Regions from separate parts of the Sus scrofa genome. Here all the other regions are linked to region 1. A link is a contact called in public Hi-C data. All regions are on one chromosome and are shown on one strand. Each heading gives the region's core, a stretch centred on a gene start, on an enhancer-like site or on the middle of the called end of the contact. The rest is flanking DNA. Distances are from core to core; before and after follow the strand shown.

What was found. Hi-C and Micro-C count contacts between places; a contact is called where the count stands out from the background.
Region 2: a contact with region 1 is called in a Hi-C map of embryonic fibroblasts, with 4 times the contacts expected there. The contact joins the enhancer-like site here to the promoter of RGS4 in region 1. A contact is called at or near these places in 8 of 47 Hi-C or Micro-C datasets (brain, embryonic fibroblasts, fibroblasts and 3 more) and 1 of 2 datasets of contacts at active chromatin or transcription factors (skeletal muscle).
Region 3: a contact with region 1 is called in a Hi-C map of liver, with 4 times the contacts expected there. The contact joins the promoter of CCDC190 here to the promoter of RGS4 in region 1. A contact is called at or near these places in 1 of 5 promoter capture datasets (liver) and 8 of 47 Hi-C or Micro-C datasets (embryonic fibroblasts, liver, omental adipose tissue and 3 more).

Annotation. Positions count from the first base shown.
Region 1 is chr4:87,387,757-87,392,057 of Sscrofa11.1, reverse strand. It overlaps RGS4 (regulator of G protein signaling 4), which reads left to right and starts at 1,594. Exons shown (of 5, transcript NM_001185184.1): 1 at 1,594-1,756. The coding sequence starts at 1,713.
Region 2 is chr4:87,536,413-87,540,190 of Sscrofa11.1, reverse strand. No RefSeq gene overlaps it. Among named protein-coding and RNA genes, the nearest start is that of CCDC190, 22 kb to the left of the region's middle. Within about 2 kb of position 1,705, at least 11 of the 83 cell types and tissues checked have an H3K27ac peak or open chromatin away from gene starts, as enhancers often do. A contact at or near this core is called in embryonic fibroblasts, where this site is marked.
Region 3 is chr4:87,557,884-87,561,831 of Sscrofa11.1, reverse strand. It overlaps CCDC190 (coiled-coil domain-containing protein 190), which reads right to left and starts at 1,805. Exons shown (of 4, transcript XM_003355080.4): 1 at 1,540-1,805; 2 at 281-479. The coding sequence starts at 476.

The sequences.
Region 1 (4,301 bases), core at 345-2,844:
TATGTGATGGGGGCATTGCTCTTTACCGCTTTCCCTTCTATATTCTTGGATGCCTTTGCATCTTTCTGGAACCCATTTATTTTTCATCTTCCTCACCTAACCATTAGATGACTCAGCTTCTTATATGTAAAGTACAACTCACTGTATCTTATAATCAGGTCCTTTCTGCTTTAAAAATGAAAGCTGTTTAGTAGGAGTTCCCATTGTGGCACAGCAGAAATGTATCTGACCAGGAACCATGAGGTTCTGGGTTCACTCCCTGGCCTTGCTCAGTGGGTTAAGGATTTGGTGTTACTGTGAGCTGTGGTGTGGTTGTAGACACAACTCAGATCTGGTATTGTTGTGGCTGTGGCGTGGGCCAGCAGCTATAGCTCCGATTAGATCCCAAGCCTGGGAACCTCCATGTGCCTGAGTGCACCCCTAAAAAGCAAAACAAAAACAGAAACAAAAAAGAAAGCTGTTGAGTTCTGACATAGCAATTAATTTTCTCCTCCCCCCACTCATAGCCTTTCTACATGGAGAAGATCCCTCTATAACTCTGATGTGAGTATTTGAGCTACAACTACAGGTTGTGAAACACCTGCATGATTCTTTGAAATATTCAATCCATCATATTGTGTACAAAAGATACTAGGTGTTCAGAAGCACCTGTGGGGTTGGAAATTTTTATTTTCACTGTGAGCCCTGGTAACATGAAAAACAAAATACATATTTTTTCTTCTCTCTCTGTCTCACTCTTTCTCAATATTTTGAAATACTAGTTTGAATACCTAGAATTGCATAAGATATAATAAGATTTAAACCCACTTGAAAATAAGAATAGGTGTCTATATTTGTTTATTAACTCCCTCCTCTTGTCTTCAAGCTGCTGTTTGGAAGCTTTTGCAGGAGGCATGCATGTACAAAAGAGATTGTCAGTGCTTGACTGAATCTTTTTCTTAGTAAGAGTTTTAGAAGAGTATTCCACAGTCAGGCTGATTACATATGTAGCTAATCTATTTTCTCTAAACTAGTTGTCTATGTTGCCAGGCATATAACTGTCTATCATCTAGCTATTCCCTGTGTGAATGTGACAACCATGAAAGCAAATTCTGTAAACCCTTTCCTGGAAACAAAGATCCTACCCCCTCCCTTTTGGAAACAGTGAAGATCACATTTTGGATCATGTATGGTATAATATTTCCAACGCAAAATAGGAAGTGCATTGAGAGTCAGTCTCAAAGTAAGCCCATGACCTCTGGCTGGCCCCTTGCCTTCCAGGAGGCAAGTTTCTTTGACATTGTTTTTACAGGCAAATGAATAAACCCCATTTTTTGTAGCATCATAAATTTCTATTTTCCTTTTCAGGGAATTCAAAACCTCAGACATTCATGGAGACATCAAGCAAGTTTTTATTTTCTGCATGTCTACTTTGCAGAAGGATTTTTCTGCCTGCTCACTTTGCATTATTGCGTCAGTGCTTTCTTCCTTATCTCTTCCAGAGGCTGGAGAGGCAGAAGTAGGCTGAGAGGAGATGGCATTGCAGAACTGCCCTCTGATTGGCTGGACCATCGTGGCTGGGCTATAAAAGAGACCCCTACAGGCTTGGGAGGGAGAAGCTCAGAGGATTCTGACAGTAGCTTTCCGGGAGAAAAGGCAAAGTGCGCTCAAAACAGAAGCCACAGCTCCTCCTGCTGCATTTCTTTCCTAACGTGAATCCCACACTTCACAAGATGTGCAAAGGACTCGCAGGTCTGCCGGCTTCTTGCTTGAGGAGGTAAGATGATTTTCACGCACTAAACCGTGTTAAACTTTCAGATAGACTTTTTTAGTTATGTGCGTATCCTATTTACTAACCTGGTTGTTTAGAGTTAGAAACAGTGTGGTCAGGAAAGCCTGAGCCTCCTAGCTTTCCTCCAAGACTAGCTAGAAATTGTGACTTGGAAAGTGTTCTCCCCCAAATTTGGAACTCATGTGTTGCTGTGTATGACCTTGGTTTGGAGGACTGTTCAGTTCCTCTGGCCAAGCTTGTTCAAATTGAGAAGTGATATAAGGTTTTTGGGCTTTATACAGCAGTCTGCAATACCTCTACCTGTGATTACTGTTATTTGAATGTCACTGAGCTACTTAGAATCATGGTTCTGGGCTTTCTGATGGTATACTAGATTTCATTTTGAGAAGGACACCCCAGAATGAAGTTTGACTACATCACCAGAAAAGCACTATGCTGTCTGTGTGATGCTGCAGTATCTTTTGCCTCATGTTCTTAAAAGCAAATGCTACAATAAAATAAGTTTCAAAAGTATATGTCTATTCTCTTTCTGCCTCTGCCTCTAGTTCTTGAAATGTCATATGTGAGTGGTGGTTGAGAAGTATTGATCACAACAAATCAGTGAAGGGCTCTGTAAAAAAATCTCATCTTTAAGACATTGTTTTGTCAATGTTTCATCTCTTCATTTAAAAAAAGAAAAAGATATGCAACTATTTATGTCATTTTTTTATAAAAAGGTATACACAAATGCTTTCAGAGAATGCTCATATGTTTTCTAGTTAAAAAAATACAAAGCTAGTGCATATTACGTTACTTAATCTTACAGTTAAAAGTTAAAAAGTCAATTTGTAGATGTACCATCCCCTGTCTTGTTCCTCTGCAAATAGAAATCACCTTAAATTTCAATTTAGAATTATTTTGGAAAGCACAGTCTTTTGTGCAGTCCTAAGCAATTTACTTCCTGTTATGCAGGAATAGGAAAAATACTCTCTTTTTTCTTTTTCATTCTGCCACGGCTGCTTTACAATGAAGCAGGAGTGTCTGGCAGAGAGTACCTATGAAAACAGAGGTTCTGACCTTCACCATTAATTTCCTGAACTGAATGGAACAAATTACTCCAAGCTTCAGTTGCCTCATATATAAAATTAATCATATAAAATACAGGAGTGTCAGGAGAAAGTTTTGTTCTGGTAAATATTTCAGGAGACAGATGAGTAATTGCTCTAGAGCTTTACCCTCAAGGAGCTCAGAGGCTAACCTGGCAAGGTACACTCAGTGTCGGCAGGTAAACTGCTCTTCCCTTTCCTTGCTGGTGAACTGTGAATCATCTTGTCCAACACCTTCATTCTGACACTGGTGCCTGAGGCTCCAGAGAGAATGTGAGCAGCTCAAGGTCACATAGGTGGTGGGTGGCAGAGAGTGGTAAAATCTAGGTTTCTTACTTCAGAGGTCACTGGAGTCATGTTGGTTTTTATTTCTAGGGTTGTATTGTGTTATAAGGACAAGTGTAGTATACTTGCTAAGCATACGTTCAAGTCTTCATGAAATGACTCTGCATTGCTCAGTATCTGTCGGATTTCAGTTGGACCTGGCACATGAAAACATGAAATGATTTCTGTCTTAACCTAGTCACAATATACTTATGCCATAGTCTTAGAATCTCCTTAGTCTTCATGATTAGATCTTGTTATCATGAAAGAAGATTTTGTATCCCTTGACCAGACAGAAAAGCAGAAGAGGGAAAAAGAGTCCTGTGAGGGAGATAAGATGCTATTGTACTATTTTAGGGGCAGTCCAAGAACATTATGGATTTCAAACTTTCTGGAGAAATGAGGGTAGATAAGCCTCTAACGTATCAGTAGCCATTCTTAAATGTCTTTTTATCCTTGTGGCTTCATTTTCCTTCCTTTAAGTAGGAACGCCTGCTCATTTATTTCTTTCAAAATGACATTTCTCTTTTGTAACTATGTCTTGGCTTTTACAAGAGATAAAAGGAATAAATAATAAAGAATGAAAAAGTTGAGCTAAAAGCTTATTAAAAGCTCCTTCTTTTTGAGTAGGTCACATGGCCTGCCATACCCTAGCTACCTATTAAATAGTGGCTATAAACTGAAGTGCTGCTTTAATTAAACAGTCACGAGCTTCAATGATGACCCTTGCTTTTTTTTTGAGCCTTATTGTTTTTAATCCTCACATATTCTTTATGCTGTAAATATCCTTCTAGTGCAGATATTCAAAAGGAGAGCAGCAGCAGGAGAGTCTTTAGAAGCAAACCTGCAGGAGCTCAGATTTCAGCCTGAGCATTTGTGTTCAATGGAAAAGGTTCCCTCCTTTCCCACTCCTCTCTGCTGAAGCTGCACATCTCCTTGTATATCCCATAACCTGAATTGCTTACCACATTCAGGCTGGAATTGAACAGACCTTTACTTCCTGAGGTGCTTCTACATCTCTGTTAGCAGTGAGGCAGATAGAAATAGCAACCACCCTCCAGCAGGTGGCGAGCAATAAGGTGCCATATTTCACAGTTTATGGCTTGCCCTCCAATTAAAGT
Region 2 (3,778 bases), core at 456-2,955, 150 kb before region 1:
AATGTACATAACCTTTTAAAAGAAAAAAAATTACATTCCAAAACTCAAACTTGAGCTTGCCTATCTCCTGTGCATCTCCTGTACATTCCCCCCAGAAAGGAGAGATCTGTCAAGCAACAGTATCACAGAAACTGGTGTTTCTACCTTTGCTTACTGCCCTGCAGATAACAATGATGGGTTTGTGCTGAGGAGAATGCTCCTGTTTTCTCAATCTAAATGTCTTGCTGTGTTTTCAGGAAACTTGACAGAGCCCTTTGGGGGAGGAGGTGGGTATGAGGCTGAGTTGTCCCTCCGTGGAAGTTGTTTTCCTCTCTCAGTGGTTGTGTTTGGAGGTAGACATCCCTCAGGGTCCAACGGAAGTTTAACCACAATAATTTAGTTCCGGTGCCTGACTATGTGGGCGATGGATTCCAGTTCAGCTGGACCCTGCTCCTTCCTGTTTCTATTTTGGTACTTCTTGTAAACAGTCTAGATCAGATCAATGGTATCCATCTTCTAATAACAGCCTGTTGGAGATAGAAACAATCCAAAAATTTGTGTCCTTTCTCCCACAGGCCAGAGCTAGATTCTCCAGGGCTGTTGCCCTTCGTGGGTCTAAACCAAAAGAGTTTCTGAAACCAATCAGCTGCTCAGGCAAGTTGACAGTTTTTGATGAATTGTCTCTACTGATTAGGGATTTGCAGAGTTGAGGGGTTCCTGGCTCTCCTTCATGCTTTAAGGCACACATCACTATGGTGTTTAACCTACTTGGAGCTTATCTTTCAGGCCCCAGGGGAAACAGTGAGTGGGAAAGTCAGTGGTTGAGGGAGATGGCTGAGTTCTCTGGCCCCTGCTCAAGGCTGGTTAATCCTGACTGGTTTGCCCAGCACTTTCTTGCTCTCATCCACCAAGGAAGAAGGTAGGGGTCTGCAAGGCTCACCAATGTGCAGAGCCTGTGGAGTTTCTGAAAAAGTAGGCAGAGGGGACTCACTAGGACAGACTACTCTAAGATTCATGAAGACTCTGGGATTTGGTCCTAGTCATGCTTCCAAAATCATGGACAATCAAGGAAGTTCATTTATGCTAACGAGGGGCTGATGACCTAACTCGACTCAGTGCAGTCATAGGAAGTGAGGCATTTTCATTTCACAAATAATGCTTGACCCCTGACTACCCCTCATCTGGCACCACACTCAGCAGTGAAATTACGAACGTTTGGTGCTTGACCTCAGGAGGCTCACAGCCTCCAATTCGCACCGTGTTTATCTCTGCGCTAAAAATAAATTTCAGAAAAATTATTTAAAACTAATGGCGATCTCTTTGGAAGAAAAAACCCTCACGTTATTTACTGTGTTGTAATTGCTAGTCTATTCATCTCTTCCCTCCACAAATATTTATTCTTCACCTAATATAATTCAACACTGTGCCAAATCCTAGAGATTAAGAGATGAATAGGATGCCTTTTCTATTACTGAGGGGGTGCACAGTCCCACCCACGGGTGAAACTTATAACCACAACCTCTTTTGGACTTTTAGGATGTGAACTGCCTTGTAGGTGGAATTTGGGAACTTTTTTTGAAGCAGGTCCCACCATCTGAAGGGAGGACGAAAAATTTCGGTCTATTTTAGACAATGTCCCTTCTGTTCCTCCCAGCTGTGAGCAGTGTTCCCACTTCTTCAACCAATACTTTCTGCCTGAGTCACAGAGAGGAGGAAAGAGCGGCCAAGAGCTATTGAAAAAGCAGATCATGCAAGTGGCCTCTTTGCTTCGTCAAAAACCTCAGTACAATTATGGAAAAGGAGTAACATGTAAACATTGAGACATTGACAGTAAAAACCATGCAAAGCATGACAAGGAATTGTTTGCCTCTGGATAATTAATGATAATATTTACCTCTTAGAGCGAGCGGGAAGAAGGGAAAGGAAGTGGTTTGGTTTGAGTTGTAATTTTGGGGGGAAAGCACAGTGTTCCTTAGAAACCTTTCCACTGGCCCCATCTGATAAAGATGGCTCCCTTTATTCATGAATATTTTGAGGCGGAGACCTCCTATGTAAGTAAACATGACCAGGGCCAAAATACATATGAGGGAGCATCAAGTGGGATGACAGACTGTCTATAGTCATGTTTATGTTTGAGAATAGGAGATGATGCTTCCATGGCTATGTAGGCTGCCTCCTAGATAGTGTGGCCAAAGAAATTATGTCCTAAAGCTCACCTTTATGAAATTCATTTTCTGTTTAGAAAATTATTTCTCCCTTGCTCAAAAGGTTTCTAAGGCTTTATGTAGCTTATTGAATTAATGTGTCTTACTCTAGTATTCTCTTTCATCAGAAAGTCCTCTCTTTCATCAGAACCTTCCTGAACAATATTTTCCCTCATGGTTTCCAATTGTAAAACAAAACTAGACCATCTATGGTTCTCTGGTCTCCTTACCTTTATTATTGTCATGATGGAGCCTTGGAAGAATGGAGTCCCAAAGGGCCACTTTTTAGAATTAAATTATGTATAAAACCTTGTGATATCATGATTTCTTATTTGCTCAGTATCTCTTATAAGGTAATCACAGATAAAATCTAAGGACCTTGCCATTGGAGGAGTCTGAACATACTCTTGTGGTAGAAATAGGGTTTTCCCTAAAGGTAACTGGTATTAGCGTGGCAAATCATCCTGAGAAAGGGTTGGAGCTCACTACATAATCTGCAGACCCAGTGCAAAATGAAAATGTGGGCCATGATCAGGGGTGATGAAATTGATACTCCCTTTCCATGGCCTATTCCCCCAGACCCTGGCAGACAGGCAGATGCCAAGAGATGTCAAACTCTGCATAGGGACATGGCAAAAACTCCACTCCCAGACTCCCTTCCAGTCACCCCCAGGCACTTGCCAAAATCTCTTTGGTGCTGCCTGTCTAGGTGTGGATATATGGCTACTGCCTTGCCCAGCCCAGAAGACCATCCTTACTATCCTTTAATCCATGCCAGGACCCCTGGGGGCAAAATTCAACTGCAGAATCAGGGTCTTCCCTTTCTTATAGGCTCTGGGCAGAGGATGGGTGTGGTAACAGAGCCAGGGTGAGAAGAGGGCAGCCAAGAATCTGTCCCAGGGAGATGGTGAGGTGAGAGGACAACCAGGTTGGCCAAGGTTCCAAATCACCAGCCCATGCTCCACTGTAGTGTCAGAATTCACTTACAAAATATAAATTCAAAGATGGGGTTATTAGGAATCTCAAGATGGTTAACACAGAAAATTAAGACCCTAGCACGGGGCCCTTCTGAGCATAAGGTCCTGTGTGACACACTAGTCACATGCCTGTGAGGCCAGCCCTGGCAAGGGTTGATCCTAGGACAAAAATAGCCAGGATGGGCATCCTCCTAGCTCTGGGCCAGAACCAATTAAGACCTGGACCCTAGGGTACTGGGAAACTTATGATGGCTCTTATTGTATGATAGGCTGGTGAGAAAAGATAGATTGGCATCTGCTGAAACCCTCAAGCAAGTCTATGCACATGCTGTAGTAGTTAGGTGAGGCCACGTTATGCTTGGGAGCAGTGAAGTAAGTGGGCTTGGGAGAAGTGAAGTGGCTGGTCCAAAGAAGCTACCAGCAAAGGGTAGCATAGTGTCACCACTTTGGGGCCATTGCACTTGCAAAAGTGGCAGTGCAGAGATGGCCTGATTTGACATCTGGGGCAGCTATTGTAGCTTCTTACAGCCCCCAAGGATGACATGAGTATCTTGGTTCCATACTTGAGCTGGTAGAGGAGCTAGAGATGACCCTGTTACACATGCCTCAAAGTACACA
Region 3 (3,948 bases), core at 556-3,055, 170 kb before region 1:
GGCTTCAAGCCAGAAAGAGTTCATTTCAAAGACTGACGTGACTGGGAACCTGAGAAGTGCTGGCTTTGCATGTGGGCTGCTCTAGGGAGGTGTGTAATCCAGGAAGGGTGGGACATGGGAGGGTGGGTGGCCTAAAGTCCAGGTTGAAATGAGAAGTTCTCACTTCCTTGGTGTCCATGTCTCTGAAAGGGCCCTCATCATGAGATGGGGATGTTACTTTCGCCACAGCCAAATACTGGCTTGCTGCCCTGCTCTTCCCCTCCCTGTCCTGGAAGCCTACCTTGCTGCAACCTCTGCAGTTCTTTCTGGAGCTGTCTCTGCTCTCTGGTCAACGATTTCACATAGTACAGGCAGATATCGTCTAATCTCTGCAGTCTTTGGCTGAGTCTGGCTTCAGCCTGCTTGGCATTCTTCCTTTCCAAATCGAAGTGCTTATGCAGTGGTCCCCTAACCATGTGTCTCTCCATCTTCTTCATGGTCTAGAGATGACAGAACAAGATTCTTCCAGGCACTGTGACAGACCTGAGAAAGCAAAACAGGAACTCTGTCCCCTGGCTTTGAATCAGAGATCAGTGTTTGAATCCCGTGTGTTTCTAAACGCACAGCTGCCAGGTCAGATGAAGTCACACTATTGGAAAACTGCCCTATGGCAACATGAGTTTCCAGAGTGACACAGAAGTATTGAGAGCAAACTGCTCTGAACTTCAGTCTCCTTGCCAATAATATAGTGATAGACGATAGTTTCCCTATACAACCACCAATGAGATTGCTGCAAAGATCAAATAAAAAGAATATGAACAACTTTTTGGGCAAAAATAATAGAAACACTTTCCATACATAAGGCATTATTCATCCTATAAGTCCTTTCTACTGTTCTTTAGAGACTCCTTGAAAGCCTGTTCAGAGGTCTGTAAATGATTTGGGGACTTAGGACAGAGCCATTCTAGGGCCCCTTTAGTTCACTAATTCATGTATGTGCAGGTCCACACATAGTAGCCTGTAATTCTGCTATGTGCCAAGAGCTGTGCTGAGGGCTAAGAAAAGTGGTGAATGAGAAACAATTCCTGCTTTCAAAGAACTTTCAGATTTCAACTCTGGAGTCTAATGGTACATGCCGAATCTGAGCAATCAATATTGCAAAAAGTAGAAAGAGTAGGATCTGCTGGTCACAAAATAATATAGGCATTCAGAACAAGTAGTCTGGGCAGCTCTGGTGAGACCACTTGGATTGTGCAGGAGTTCCTCTTCCTGCCTTCACCCATCTTCCTCCTCTGAACTCTGCACTAACAGTCAGGGACACCCATTTTTCCTCCTCTTTGCATCCTTCACAATATGTATCTCAGAGCTAAGAGCACAATACGTACCTGAGATATAAATCAGCTGTTATCAAAAAGCTTTGATTATAATAACACTGGAAAAAAAACTTAGTATTAAAAGGGAGATAAGGTCAGGACACAGGAAAGAAATTTTAAGACAGCTTGATTTCAGCCTAAAGTGTAGAATAAACTTTTACTGAAGAACACGGTGAGTAGCACTTACCTACAAATCCAGGGTTCTCACCGTAAAACTGTTGCCTGCTTCTTTTGGTATGCCAGGCTGAGCCTGGATTAATGAGCCTGTTTTTCTTCAGTAAATGAAGGGGTTTAGTGTTGGGGAAGAAGGGAGGGGAGGGGTCTTTGGAGAGGGCTGCAGGGGAGAATGATGAATATACTTGAAAGCTCTCATCGATGCCACCTCCTTGGTCAGGAATGCTAACTCCCTGGGTGTGGGCACCAGTCCCAGAGCTTGAAATAACTCCTCGAGTTAAGGAAGCCTGCCAGCTTCCAGCCCTCCCCTAGAGGGGCACGCAGTGCTCCTGGGCTGTGTCCATGGGAGCCAAGAATGAAAGCAAGGAGCGTCTTACTCTGTTTTCAGTCTCTCTCCCCTCTCTCCCCATCCCCCTTCTCTATCCCCCCCCTCTTTTGCCATACTGCTCCCTACCTCCCCTCACAACACCCATTCCTACTTCTTGGAAACCAGATCAGGTTCCATAAGAAGGCTTTTTTTTTTTTTTTTTTTTTTTTTTGTCAGAATGTGCACATTTTATGCAGGAGAGTAGTTAATTTGTTTACTTTGTATTCTTGCACACTGTACTACTTTTCCTAGGCTTCTATCCATGTTTTGTGTACTTCAGGGCTTATTAAGATGTCCAAAGTTGTCAAAATGGAATTAGGCAAAATGAAATTTAAATCAGCTTTTGTGATCATATATTGCACTCTGTGGTAGAAGGCCAGTTGAACTATATTGGCTATAGAATAAGATATTAAGTGGGATTTTTACTGTTGCCCTAGAGCTTCATCTAAAAACAAGAGGCATTAATGTCCCACAGTCTAAAAAGACCTGCTAGCACAGAGGCCTATTAATTCCCCCAAAGCTTACAGAGAGACAGCTAAATAGGCCCACAGTCATCACCTAGCAAGCAAGCTATTATAAGGAGCTTACTGGGGAGAGGGAGTTGAAAATCCATTATTCTCTCAGTAGGAGGTAATGCCTTTACCATCCCCTCTCATGAGGTAATTCTCCCACCTCCAAAATTTAAATGAAGGGAATGGGGTCCCAAGAAAATCGTCATAGAGAAGGGGATGTCTACACAAGGGGATACTGACACCTCCTTCCCAGCTGGAGAAGGACTGGTTGGGGAAAAAACAATAATGCCTCAGCACAATTATATTTGAAGAACTCTGCCTCTTTTATTTCCTTATATACCCCAACATTGGGGGTTACATATTGAAAAGATAAGGGAGAGGAGGTATACCAAAAAAATCCATGTTTTCCAGTCCATCCACGGGGCTGGAGAAGGAGAATGATAGGGCAGATTATCATATCCCACCCTCCTCCAGGTCCCTTGGAGTCCAGCAAGGAAAGGGTTTAAACAGTATTTGAGATTGGAATTTCAAAGTGGGATTGACTTTTTTTTTATAACCAAAGTGTGTGTACAGAAATGTGTACAATGTATTCCTGAGTTTCCAGGCCACATCACAGGGAGTAATGGATTCTCCTTAAAAGATGGAGGCAGAAGTCCAGAAAAGCCAAGGCAGCTAGTAGCAGCAGGCAAAGTACCAGATTCAAGAAGCTCAATGAATTCCAAGCTGAAGAAAGATGAATAAAATGACTCCAAGGTATATAAAATCAAATTGCTAAAAAAACTAATAAATAATTTATGAAAACAACTAGGGAGTTCCCATCATGGAGCAACAGTAATGAACCCGACTAGAATCCATGAGGACACGGTATCGATCCCTGGCCTTGCTCTGCAGGTTAAGGAGACTGCATTGCTGTGAGCTGTGGTGTTAGTTGCTGACAGTTCTAATCCTGTGTTGCTGTGGCTGTGGTGTAGGCCAGCAGCTACAGCTCTGATTTGACTCCTATGCCATGGGTGTGGCCCTAGAAAGACAAGGAAAAAAAAAAGAGTGAAAAAAGACACACCACAGAGGAACACAGATAAGAATTATGGCAGACTTCCTGTCAGAAACAATTCAAGCCACAAGATAGTGAAGCAAGATGTTTAAAGTTAAAAGAAAAAAAAAATAGAATTTTATATACACAAAAGTCTTTTAATAACAATAGTAAATTGAAGAATTTTTTTAGTCATAAGGAAGCACCAATAATTTTTTATCAAAAGATGTACAATTCAAAAAATGTTAAAGACAGTCCTTTAAATAGAAGGAAAATTACACCTAATCGAAATCCAAATCTACATAAAAGGATGAAGAGCCCAGGAAATAGTAACTAAATGGGTAAGGATAACGATAGTTTCTCTTATTATTTAAATCTCTTTAAAATATAGTTGACTGTTCAAAGCAAAAAGTAACAATGTATTGTGAGATTTATAACATGTATGGAAGTAGAAAGCAGGGCAACAATAATACAAAACCCAGATAGGAAGAAATGGAAGTATACTGTTATAAG